Linked DNA regions of Sus scrofa: region 2 is linked to region 1. Evidence: chromatin contacts called from public Hi-C data. All regions are on one chromosome and are shown on one strand. Each heading gives the region's core, a stretch centred on a gene start, on an enhancer-like site or on the middle of the called end of the contact. The rest is flanking DNA. Distances are from core to core; before and after follow the strand shown. Region 1 has its middle 63 kb from the start of ABHD17C. Region 2 holds the start of CEMIP (cell migration-inducing and hyaluronan-binding protein).

Region 1 (6,504 bases), core at 2,622-5,121:
CGCACACACGCAGACCCCAGGGCACTTGGGTCTGCTGATACAATTTCCTGCTGAATCAGCAAACACTGAGTGACCCCCCTCTTCCCATGAGGACATGCTGGGGCAGAGGGTGAGGGCTCAGAGGGAGAGGAGAAGGGGTCTTTGCTGTCCTTTGTGCCTCATCAGCCTCTCAGCAGCCCCCAAGCCCAGACTCATCTCTTCTAGCTGGTCTTCCACATTCTGGCTCTCAAAATACAGTGCAAATCTGGAGTTCCTTTCGTGGTTCAGGGGTTAACAAACCTGACTAGGATCCATGAGAATGTGGGTTCCATCCTTGGCCTTGCTCAGTGGGTTAAGGATCCAGCATTGCCATGAGCTGTGGTTTAGGTCACAGGTGCCGCTTGGATCCAGCATCGCTATCGCTGTGGCATGGGCTGGCAGCTGTAGCTCTGATTTGACCCCTAGCCTGGGGACCTCCATATGCCAAGGGTAGGGCCCTAAAAAAAAAAAAAAAAAAAAAAAAGTGCAAATCTGATTGACTCCTGTCTTCCTACAACCCTTCATGATTCCTGAATAAGAGCATAGGAGAGGCTTTCTGTTTCACAGGGCGTTCAAGGCCTCCTGTAAGGTTCCACCCATCCCTCCCTCCAGCTGCAATGCCAGCTATTCCAGCCTTCAGGCCTTTGACTCGGCAGCAGCTCTGCTGCTGACGACCTTAACTACTGATCCTTCCAAACTTAGTTCAGGAGTGACCCCCCCCCCAGGAAGCCTTCTCAGCTCACCCCCCCAATGAGGCCTAATGCACAAGGCATTCCTGTTCCATGCTCAGTGTGGGGCAGGTGACACTTTGTATGGACACAGCATTTCTCACCAGATGGTCCCCTCAAGGACAGCGCCTGTGTCCCACTCACTTCTGTATCTCTAAAGCCTCATACAGTGTTTGGCATCCAGTAGGAGAACTAGGTTAAAATGAATTCAAGAAACATGCATCTCAGAGTTCCATGGTGGCCTAGACATTAAAGATCTGGTGTTGTCGCTGCTATGGCGAGGGCTCAGTCCTCGGCCTGGGCACTTGAGCGTGCTCAAGGCACGGCCAAAAAAAAAGAGAGAGAGAGACAGAAAAGAAATGTGCATCCTTGCAGACCATGTTAAGCTTCCCTGCCTTATGCTCTTTTAAACGTGGGCTCAGCTCCTGACGTTGGTAAAAGAGCCCATAGATGCTGCAATTTGTAAAAATCTCCCTTGGTGGCAGTAAACTGTCAAGCCAGCAAGCCCCAAACTTCAGAAACTCCCAGAAAAGGGCAAATGTGACGGAAGCTGGTACTCATTACTCACCGCCAGCGTTTGTTTTTCAACCAAATGGGTTCTTGATTAATGGTTTTGTAAAATATTTGGGGAAAATATAAAAACAAATTAATGTGATGTTTTCTGATTCGCAAATCCCTGGAAACCAGCATCGGTAATATATTACCATCAGGCATCTGATGAGCATGTCTCATCTTTGACCCAGGCTTTGGAAACATGGGGAGAAAACCCAACAACCCAATTTGAAGCAATAGTCTCCGTGAAATACACACTGATGTCACTGACCCCAGGAAGGCACACAGGGGACAGTCACCATCTCCTGCCTGAAGGCTGACATGTAATCCAAGAGAGCTGTTTTATTTATTTCCACATGTCCTCTATTCCCTGCCCTCAAATGGCTTTGAAATTGAGGATACTTTGCAAAGGAAAGATAAATTTTCCTACCAAGATTGGACTCAGCTGATGTATAAGTCACTGATGAAGATCTCTTGGGCACAATAGCTACTACGTGTTGACACTGAACGTGCTATAATTTATCCGTATCTCGACGAGGCAAGGACCTCATTGGCATTTTACAGAGGTGGCAGCTGACGCTCATCTTAACTCGCTTTACCAAATGACACGGAAGTGACGGATTTGAACTAAGGACAGCTCTGACTTCGAGGCTCATGCTCTGAGCTACTGCATTCAGGGTCCGAGTCCTCTGCCCCTTCATCCATGAGGTCTCTGATACATAGAATCCTAGCACCCAGCGGTCACCTGACATGGCCATCTTGCTCAACCCACAGCCCTCCTGCTAAAGCAGAAAGCTCATGGGCTCCCAGGGCAGCAGCTTCCAGCTCGGCTGAGCACATGTGAAGTGAGCCTTCCCCAGCTTGAGTTCAACTCTGCTATGACTCCACCATTAGGACTAGTTCTGACCTCTGGGACCTTGCAAGCATCCTGGGAAGTCTGAGGCTTTTGTTTTGTTTTGTTTTGTTTTTGTTTTTTTCCCTTTCTTTTAAGGAAAAGACCCATACGCCACACCCTAGGCATATGGAAGTTCCCAGGCTAGAGGTTGAATTGGAGCTGCAGCTGCTGGCCTATACTACAGCCGTAGCAATGCAGGATCCGAGCTGTGTCTGCGACCTACACCACAGCTCACAGCAATGCCAGATCCTTAACCCACTGAACAAGGTCAGGGATCGAACCTGGTGTCCACATGGAGACCAACTGGGTTCATTTCCGCTGAGCTACTGTCTGAAGACTTTATCCCCTCCCTCAGGCTGTACTGGGACACAGGACTGAGCCCAGAGACTGGAAAAGGAGCCAGGACCAGAGCTGAATTTAGAGAAGGGACTGATCAGGAGTATGTCCATGGCACCCAGCATTGCTTCTAATCCAGGTCTTTCTTGAACCCACATCCAAATTCTCCATCTGCAAGATGGAGCTGAACTTAGACTTTTCCTCCCCTGGGGACTAGAACAGGAATGGCTGTTCTCATAATGGTCATCCAGAGGCACACAGAGTGACAAGGAAGGCCCCTAGTGGGGTGGGACACTACCACACATGTTCAGCGGGGACAGTCACTGGGCCTGGCCCACCCTCAATGCATGCAGGAGTTCCCAATGTGGCTCAGCAGTTATGAACCCGACTAGTATCCATGAGGACATGGGTTCGATCCCTGGCCCCACTCAATGGGTTAAGGATCCGGTGTTGCCGTGAGCTGTGGTGTAGGGTGCAGTCAAGGCTCGGATCTGGCGTTGCTGTGTTTGTGTTACAGACTGGCAGCTCCAGCTCCGATTCGACTCCTAGTCTGAGAACTTCCATATGCTGCAGGTGTGGCCCTAAAAAGACAAGAAGAAGGAGGAGGAGACAGAAGATACATCATGGAAACACTGTGGCCAGACCTAATCAGTGATTCCTAAACAGTACTCCTATCTGACATGGTGAAGCTCCCCTTCTCAGAGGTGATGGTTATGGCTTGACTCTTTCCCTGCTCCTTTCCCTTTTTAATTTTTTTTTTTTTATCTTTTTTATTTTTTGGCTGTGGCGTGCATCAGCTTGACATGGGGTCTCAGTCCACAGATCAGGGATGGAACCCAGGCAGCAGTGGTGAAAGCGCTGGGTCCTAACCACTAGACCACGAGGGAACTCCCTCCTGCTCCTTTCTCCTCTCTTGCTGCTGTGGTTTGCAAAAAAAAAAAAAAAAAGTTTAATACAGGAGACAGCAAATGCTTTCCGCCAAGGGCCAGAGAGGAACTATTTTTAGCCTTTGGGGGCCGTGCAGTCTCTGCCACAACTACTCAGCTCTTCTCGTGTAGCAAGGACGCAGCCAGAGGCACTGGCATCGGTAAATGGATGTGGTGGTGTTCGCTAACACTTTCATTTAGACACAGAAACTTTAACTGTATAAATTCTAATGTCAACAATATTAAATTTTTTTCAGTGATTTAAAAGTGTAAAAATCACTCAGAGCATGCCAGCCATACAAAAATAGGCAGAGGATCATATAGCTGGCCCAGGAGCCACAGTTTTCAGACCCTTGGTCTACAATGTTTACCGATCCCCAGTGTCAGCTGGGGTGAGGGCCTCTGGACCGTGTGATCTCCCGTGAGCTTTGACCCCTGGCCTCTGAGTTCGGGCCATGTGCAGTTGGTATCCTGCTGACTCTTCTGGAAGTCAAGTGCATCCTGGCTCTGGCTGGATCCTCCCCCTGCAGCTCCATTTCTCTGCCCAGGGCTGTGCCAAGTCCAACATCAATGGCCTCGTCACATCCGCTTGTGTCTTTACTTCGTGGTGTCACTCCTTTGGAGGCTTGGCTGCACAAGAGGAATATGTGACAGCTGCCTCGAGCTTTGACTCATTACTGCCAAAGGGCCTAGGGGAAGAAATATGATTAAGAGGAAATGTGAAGGTTTAGGGACAACAGCCATTTGACAGGAAACCGTGCACTTGGGGAAGCAGGAATGAACTCAAAGCGTCGGGATGAGCCATTGAGGTGGATCCGCTGAGGACTCAGCCGTTCTTCCTGAAGCTGGAAACTGACCTTTTCCCATCTTCAAAACATTTCTTAATGTACCTCCTTTGGTGCCGTGATGAGAGAGTTTGGGGTCAAAAGTAGACCTAATTTTAAATGTCTTAAGTTGTTTGCAGCATGGTGTTTTCTTCATCTGGAAGTGGGAGTTTTGAGTTCTGCTAAATATTGTTATTCCTTCTAAATCCTTTGTTTATCTTAGGAAAGTCCCAGGGCTCTTGTTCCCGTTTGCGTGTTGACTCGTTGGCCAAAGCTGCTGCATTGAGTTGTGTTCTGTCCTGCCTGGGGAGAGGAAGACCACATGGTTAGGACAGAAAAAGCCTAACCATCAGAAGACAGAGGGTATCACAGCAGCTGGACGGTCTCCCCTTTGCTGTTGCACACCCAGGGATGGTATAACCCTCCCCCAGTACTGCAGCATGAAGGTGGGGTGAGAGGTACAGATTAGACACAAGTATCAGGCTCTACTGCTCACAGAAAAAAGCCCAGAGTACTTAGACCCATCGTGTTGGAACTGACCCGCAAGTCTGAGGAAGGAAATGAGATAAGATTCCAAGCTGTCAGCAGAGTGATTCCATGCATCACACATTGGCTCCACTGTCAATACGTATTAGTTCACCGATGATGGGAAATGTTGACAGACTCCCAGAACATATGATTTCACTTATGTACGTATAAAGGATAATCAAATTCATAGGGACAGAAAGCAGGATGGTGAAGATCAAGCTTTGCGTGAAGGGGGAAATGGGGAGTTATTTTTTCATGGATGTAGAGTTTCACTTTGGGAAAATGAAGTTCTGGAGATGGGTGGTGATGGTGGATGCACAGTAAGGTGAATGAACTTAACGCTGTTGAACTGCACACTTAAAAATGGACAAAATGGTAAATTTTTTCTTATGTACACTTTATGGCAATAAAAAATTACCCATTAACAAAAGTCCAAAACTTATACTCCAAAACCTATAAAACTTTGTGGAGGAGTTCCCATCGTGGCTCAGTAGAAATGAATCTGACTTGCATCCATGAGGACGACGGTTTGATCTCTGGCCTTGCTCAGTGGGTTAAGGATCCGGCTTTGCTTGAGCTGTGGTGTAGGTCGCAGATGCGGCTTGGATCTGGTGTTGCTGTTGCTGTGGTGTAGGCCGGCAGCTGTAACTCCCATTCGACCCCTAGCCTGGAAACTTCCATATGCCTTGGGTGTGGCCCTAAAAAGACACGCACAAATAAAGACGGCAGTACAAATTGATCTACAGATTCAACATAGTCCTAATCAAAATTCCATTTGGGTTCTTTACAGAAATTGATAAGCTTATTCTAAAATTTATATACAAATTCAAAGGACTCAGATTAGTTAAAACATCTTTTAAAAGGATAGAATTAGGAGTTCCCATCGTGGCGCAGTAGTTAACAATTCTGACTAGGAACCATGAGGTTGCCGGTTCGATCCCTGGCCTCGCTCAGTGGGTTAAGGATCTGGCATTGCCGTGAGCTGTGGTGTAGGTCACAGACAAGGCTTGAATCCCGAGTTGCTGTGGCTGTGGTGTAGGCCGGCAGCTACAGCTCCGATTGGACCCCTAGCTTGGGAACCTCCATATGCCATGGGAGCGGCCCTGGAAAAGACACACACATACACACACACACACACACAAAGTTAGAATTGGAGGACTCATATTTCCCAATTCAAACTTACTGTAGAACTATAATAATGGAGAAACCAGTGTGGCGCTAGCATAAGGACAGACATAGAGATAAATAAGATTGAACTGAAAATGCAGAAGCAAACCCTCACACTTACAGTCAACTGATTTTCCACAAGAGTGCCAAGAAAATTCAATAGAGAATGAATAGGGTTTTCAACAATTAGTACTGGACAACTGTATATCCTCATGCAAAAGAAAGAAGTTGGACCCTCTACCTCACTCCATATCCATATCCATATTAACATGGATCAAAGAAATAAATGTAAGAGAAACTAAAACTCCATACCGTGCTGGTGGGATTATTAAATGGTGCAGACAGGAAACCAGTTTGGCAGTTCTTCAAAAGACACACAGCAATTCTACTCCTTCAAATGTATTCAAGAGAATTGCAAACATGTATCTACACAAAAACTTCACAAGAATATTCATAGGAGAAACGCAAATCAAAACTACAGTGAGGTACCACCTCACACTGGTCAGAATGGCCATCATTAAAAATCTACA
Region 2 (6,504 bases), core at 2,638-5,137, 140 kb after region 1:
CTGGGAATTTCCCTTTTTAGATGCCAGCTTCAGGCTCTGTGTCCAAGGGCGACCCCTGTTGGTGGAATTTAAATATTAGAATTGGGATGCCTGAGATTTCATATTTTTTTTGGAGGAGGGGGAGACGGGAAGCCTGGAAGCCAACAGCTACTCTCCTTACCCCAGCTGCTTCCCAACTCTCCATGTCCCCCTCGGCTCAGGTTTGCCTGGAAAAACCAGGTCTGGGGCTTGGAGGATGAAGTCACAGGTGTAGACAGCATTTAAACGTCTCGCAGGCAGGCAGGCTGCCATGGGGGCAGAGGGCTGGCTTTGTTGGCCAGAGGGTAGAACGTGGTGACTCTCCCTCCAAGCGGTGGATTTGGGTCCTGCCAGCAGACTGAAAATGCCAGACTTGGGGAGCTTGTGGGACCAGTGAGTGGGCAGGCCATTCGATGGCACTGATGTGACTGAGGAGGCTGCACCTCACCTGGAGGCAAATGCACCTGGAGGAAGGGCAGGCTTTCTGGGTGGGATCACAGCATTTCAGAACATTTCTTTTGGAATTCCCGTTGTGGCACAGCAGAAACAAACTCCACTTGTATCCAGGAGGATGCGGGTTTGATCCCTGGCCTTGCTCAGTGGGTCGGTGATCTGGCATTGCCATGAGCTGTGGTGTAGGTCACAGATGTGGCTTGGATCCTGCATTGTTGTGGCTGTGGCGTAGGCTGGCAGCTGTAGCTCCAAGTTGACCCCTAGCCTGGGAACTTCCATATGCCTTGGGTGCAGCAAAAAAAAAAAAAAAAATTCTCCTCTCTCTGGAGTCTGTCTGCTAGGGAATTCAGACAAAAACCAGGAAACCAACACAGCCTTTCTTGACCAGAGCCTGTCTCTGCATGTATAAGAGCAAGACCTTGAATTGAGGGGAGTGCAGGTAGTAATTATGCCAGAGGCGTGCTTCCAACATTCATCTAAAAAAAGAACTGCCTGCAGACCCCGTCCGTTACTGAGTGCTGAGTGGAAGTGCTGAACGGAGCTCTGGCTGAAGAATCTGCTTTTAGACACGCGGAGCGCGTTTGTAATTCATCAGCATTGCTCCATCCTCCCTGGGGCACTGGTCTGTGATGGAGAAAACTGGACCCCAAGGAATGTGCTGGACATTTCTGTGCTTTGAGAAAACATGACTAAGCACTTCTCAGAACCCATCACCAGACAAGAGTCCTCCTTCCCTGTTTCGCCTCGCAGATGCCTGTGGCACAGGCGTCTCACCAGAGACTTTATGCCACGCAGAGCCCAGATCTACTCTCTCCTGAGGGAAGAGGGGAAAATCTTGCTCGTGGCTCTCATCGCTCTGCACAGCTCTAAGCAACGCCGATTCAGGCTAACCTTCCTCCATTTGGGCCAAATGCTCAGCATCCTCCAAATGTTTACGGGTCCTGGTATCTGGGGGGGGTCCTATGAAGAAAGAAAAGAAACCAGGAATTAGGGTAGGGCTTGGAGGCCCTTGGGTGAGTTCCATCCAAATTTGCTGGAAAGGAAGGGCTGGGGAGGGAAACCTGCCATAGGTTTGTCACCTCCCTAGACGTCAAGGAAGGCTGAGAATCTGATAACGGACCTTGTCATGGTCAAGATCAGCTTTCTGGGAAAGGCCTGAAGAGAGCCGGCGTGGTTTCCCTAGTTTAGCCAGGAGATTAAGGCTTCTATCCCAATGCAGAAAACATGCACACAGACTCCAGCAGCTTCTGTCTGACTATAGCCCCAAAGCCCAGACGTAGATATATGAAGTGGCATATCCTACCTAGAATGAAGATGGCCCCCCACAAAGGTGGTTCTCACATGGCATTAGCTGGAAGGGACAAAGGAATATATAGTCTAGGAGGACTCCAGTTAACCAGGTGAGGGGCTGCATTGTAAGCTCAAAAAAAAAAAAAAAAAAAAAAAAAAGTGGAAGGGAGTACAATAGACAGAGAGGAAGAGTAGATGGCACGTTGGTGGCTGAGTTGAAAGGAGACTCCACGGGCCCTAGGGACGTGATATGGGCTCTTTCCTCTAGTACTGTTTTCTCATGCACGGGGGATATTTACCTTTTGCTGTAACCCTTGAGGACCTCGGTCTGTCCAGTTAAGAAGGTAGAGCCCTATCCTACACATGGGATGTATTCTAACTTACTGAAGACCTGCTAGGTAGCCGTATTATTGTGATCTCATATAAGTCCTACCAGTCAGTAAGGAAACATCAGAAAACCCATTTTCCTGATGAGGAAACGGATGCCCAGGGAGGTGAAGATCCTTGTACCGTCACATACCCGGAATGTCTGACTCTGTTTTCAAACCAAGGTCTCTTTGATTGAAAGCCCCTGAATTTTCCTCTTGGAGGGACTGCTAGGTCCCATTCTAGGATCTCTTTCTAAGACCGCTCTCTCCTTGTTACCAAATGCAAGTTTGTGTGCCAGGTGCACAATAAGGCCAAACAAACCAAAACGGTGGAGTTTGGGAGTTTCTGTCATGGCTCAGTGGTAATGAACACGACTAGTATCCATGAGGACCGGGTTCAATCCTGGCCTTGCTCAGTGGGGTTAAGGATCCGGCGTTGCCGTGTGCTGTGATGTAGGTTGCAGATGAGGCTGTGGCTGTTGTAGGCTGGCAGCTGTAGCTCCGATTCAACCTCTAGCCTGGGAACCTCCATATGCTGTGGGTGCGGCCCTAAAAAGACACACACACACACACACACACCTTAAAAAAAAAAAAGTTGGAATTCAGACCGGAGAAAGGTTTATTGCAGGGCCATGAAAGGAGATGTACCCTAAAACCCTCAACTCTCTGAAGGGTTTCATTCAGCAAAGTGTTTTAAAGGCAAGGTGAGGGAAAGGTTCCTGTCTTGGCACTGTGGAAACAATCTGACTAGGAACCATGAGGTTGTGGGTTCGATTCCTGACCTCGCTCAGTGGGTTAAGGATCCAGCATTGCCCTGAACTGTGGTGTAGGTTGCAGACACGGCTCAGATCTGGTGTTGCTGTGGCTGTGGTGTAGGCCGGGGGCTACAGCTCCAATTAGACCCCTAGCCTGGAAACCTCCATATGTTGCAGGTGTGGCCCTAAAAAAGACAAATAATAATAATAATAGTAATAATAAAAGTAAGTAAAGACAAGGTGAGGGAAATGTGTGCTCAATTACTGCAAGCTTCTTGGTGCAGGAATCCTTTATTCACCCAGGTCAGGTCATGATGTCCCTGTAAACGTCCAACAAGACAAATGTTATTCTCTGCTCTGCAACTTTTTATCTTCATGTGAATGCAAAAGTGTTACACCCTTAAAGGTCAGAGCCTTGAAAGTAGGTTATCCTGTATATTTCAGGCTCCAGGCAACATTCTTAATTCTAAGTAAAAGCAACAGAACACAAAGTTTAAGATAAAAGACACAGATCTAATAGGGAGACAGATTTGTTCTTCCCTGTTACCTCCTGATAAATTAAAAAAAGAAAGATTCTGAGCCTCATCTCTCCTGGATTCTACACCAGACGCCAGCCTTTTTTTTCCCCTTGATAGCCTCTTCTTCACTGGGCGCGAGTGGGGTTTTATGCTCGCACTCGGGCCACCCTCTAAGCCCTTCCAAACCGGGAGAATGGCTCTCAGCGGCCCTCGGGGACCGCTCCACCTAGTCCTGGGCTCCAGCGCCCTCACCTGGCTGCTGCCGCGCCGGGCTCCACGGGCTCGGGTCTGCGTCTCCCAGAGCGGCCGCCAGAGCCCGCCCGGCTCCGGCCGGGGCGCGGCGCCCCCGCCCCACTTGGGCAGGGGGGGAGCTTCGGCGGGGGGCGGGTCGGTAGCGCGGGCGTCAGGGGCCCCGGGGAGGAGTCAGCCCCGGGCGGCCGGCCGAAGCCACAGCTCGCTATAAAAGCCGCCGCTCCGGCGGGCGGCCGGGGAGCGCGGGCGAGCGCGGCGCGGTGCAGCCCTGCCAAGCTTGGCGAGCGCAAGCGGCACGGCGGGCGTCAGCGGCGGGACGCGTGGGGCCAGCGAGGCTGAGCGCGGCCGGAGGCTGAGACCAGCTTTCCCAGACGAACTACCATTCGGCTTGCCCACGTCCGGGGAGCTTGCTGGGCCCATCAGTGTGCTACCCGACCGCGCCGGCTGTTGCGCTCCTGGCCTACGAATCGAATCGTGGCACTGTCTCGGCTACCGACCCGGAGGTAAGGGGGCCAGGCCGGCGCGCCAGGGCTGCGCGGACTGCCCAGGCTCAGAGGTACGGGAAGTTGGGGGGTATGGCACCTCCACCGGTGATACGGAAAACGTTACTGTTACTGGCTTCTGTTTGTCCATTCTATGCTGTTCAGCCCCTCTCTCTCTGTCTGTCCTTCCACGCGTCCGTTGATGGGCTCATGCCCCTGTCACTGTCCTCTGTGGGATTTCTCTGAGATCGTGTGATCCTTTGCAAGCAGCAGGTGCTGGGGGCGCCAGTGTCTCCGGAGCGCATCCAGCGGGGGGGGGGGGGAAATCCCCGTTTTCTGTAGTTACCTCCTTCTGAATGGTTTGGGGGCAGGCATCCCGGGCAGTGTCTTGCAGAGGAGGGACTGCGCGGAGGGTCAGGTCGCGGAGTGCGGCCGACAAAGAGCCGGCTCACACTGTGCACTAGCGGGCGTACGCCTGGCAACAGGTCGGCTCCCTGCTGCTCTGCCCTCAGCACCGTCTTCCTTCTGGATTTCCCCGCTGCCTCCCGGCCCGCGCGCTCCCCAGCAGCGCTAGGCACCCAGAGTCGTGCTGGCACCACACCAAGTGAACGCAATTGAATGTTAGATAACACGAAGGCCCCTACTGATGTTTAGGCTGAGATTGCAAACTTGGCATCGTTGGAAGAGGGTTCGGGGGTCCCTGACACGGGACATCAGCTCCAAGAAAGGTCAAATTAGGTTAGAAAGAAAGGCAGGGACCTGGCGGAGCGCAGACGAAGGCCGTGGACAGGTCTCCAGTTCGCCGCTCTGGGAACCAGGGCCAGAGACATTCTGGAATGGACCCAGCGGGTTGCATGTGCTTTTGAGAAAGGAGCTCAGTGCGCCCAGGTCCTCCGCCGCAGACTCGCTTTCAGCGCTCTCAGAGACCGCCGCGGTTCCTCAAGGGTGCAACGCTACTGCCGTCCCAGGCGCGCCGCCAGGAGCCGGGTTTGAGGTCCTGAGTCCTGCTCTGTCCAGCCAACGCTGCCCACAGGTGAGAACTCCCTTTTTAAACCAACCTTTTGATGTGTGAGCCAGTGCCTGGCTGCAGGCTGGGAGCGAGCCTCTCTCTCCATTCCGGCGGTCTGGAGCGCTATCCCCGGCGCGCCCCGGGGGCGGGAGCCGGCGGCTCTGCGTGCCCAGGCGCCGCGCCACCATGGACAGCTCCCAGCCGCTTCCTCCACTCCGGATCTGTGGCCCTGGGTCTCCCGGGGAAGTCGCGCGCTTTCCTCCCAGACCCAGGGACTAGGGGCGCAGGGCAGGAGGAATGGGACCACTAGTCTGTGGGAGCTCTCGGTATCCTGTCCCGAGGCGACGAGCCACTCAGAGGATAGGGAATCTGTGGTTTGTGACCGGGTCCGAGAGCAGCCAGCAGCTGAGCTCTGTATAGGACTTCGGTATGGTGTCGCGAGGGGCTTCTCTGGCTTTTCTGCAGCACCACGAGACCCTCCAGGGTGTTATAACTCTGCGACGCGTAAGCATTGGACTGAGGCTTCGGGATGATGCCAGATCTAATTAGGGACTCCCCCCAACTGTTTTCTGCGCATGACATAGGGTCGTGTTCCGTTGTATTAAATTATTTAGTGAATATGGCACTGGGAGGCTTATTTGTTTCACAATTACAGTGACATCAGAACACGTTTATAGAGAATGTATTTGAATGCATTTGCAAAAGCAACTGTGCTGTTTTCTGATCCTAATCGTTTCCTCCCAGGTGCATACGAAGCTCTTAAAGAAGCTTCCTTTGGGTCCTCTTTAGCCCAGTAGATGATACTTCAAGTTGGTTGCTTGGAAACAGTGTGGGGAGAACCCGTAGGGGTTAACCTGTGCAAATTAACCATCTCCCTTCTCCAGTTAGAAATGACATTGGCTGGGGCTCTTTGTTATCCTCACCTAAACAGAATGTGTATCGTCCTTCATTTTAAAATTGCAGGAAATTCACAAGATCTGCTTCTGTTTGTGACTGATGAAGGCTGATGGGGAGTCAAAACAATCAAGGATCTTTATTTATTGTTACTATTATTACTATTATTATTTGGAACAGCACTTGTGACTTTCTGAAAGTCACTTAAGCACAACACGATCTACCTTGCAGAGTTGCTAATGAGAATCAAGGAGCATAATGTAAAGCGCTTATATCAGTGCTGAGCACAGAGAAAGCTCTTAAAATCGTAGTTGATTGTAGGTATATTTTAAAGACAGTAGTACACTTCTTTTGAATTATGTTCACCAGCCCTCGGCTCACTCTCCTAACCTCGTAATTGTTTGATAGGGATTCCAGCTCCACTTTGTATTCACGTTTAAGAACTTGTGGATGGAACTGATGAAA

Evidence for each region. A called contact is a pair of places that touch in the nucleus more often than the background predicts.
Region 2: a contact with region 1 is called in a Hi-C map of liver, with 4 times the contacts expected there. The contact joins the promoter of CEMIP here to the enhancer-like site in region 1. A contact is called at or near these places in 6 of 47 Hi-C or Micro-C datasets (brain, embryonic fibroblasts, liver and 2 more) and 1 of 2 datasets of contacts at active chromatin or transcription factors (alveolar macrophages).

Annotation. Positions count from the first base shown.
Region 1 is chr7:49,474,805-49,481,308 of Sscrofa11.1, forward strand. No RefSeq gene overlaps it. Among named protein-coding and RNA genes, the nearest start is that of ABHD17C, 63 kb to the right of the region's middle. Within about 2 kb of position 3,872, at least 11 of the 83 cell types and tissues checked have an H3K27ac peak or open chromatin away from gene starts, as enhancers often do. A contact at or near this core is called in liver and skeletal muscle, where this site is marked.
Region 2 is chr7:49,618,647-49,625,150 of Sscrofa11.1, forward strand. CEMIP (cell migration-inducing and hyaluronan-binding protein) reads left to right here and starts at 3,888. Exons shown (of 31, transcript XM_021098867.1): 1 at 3,888-4,157.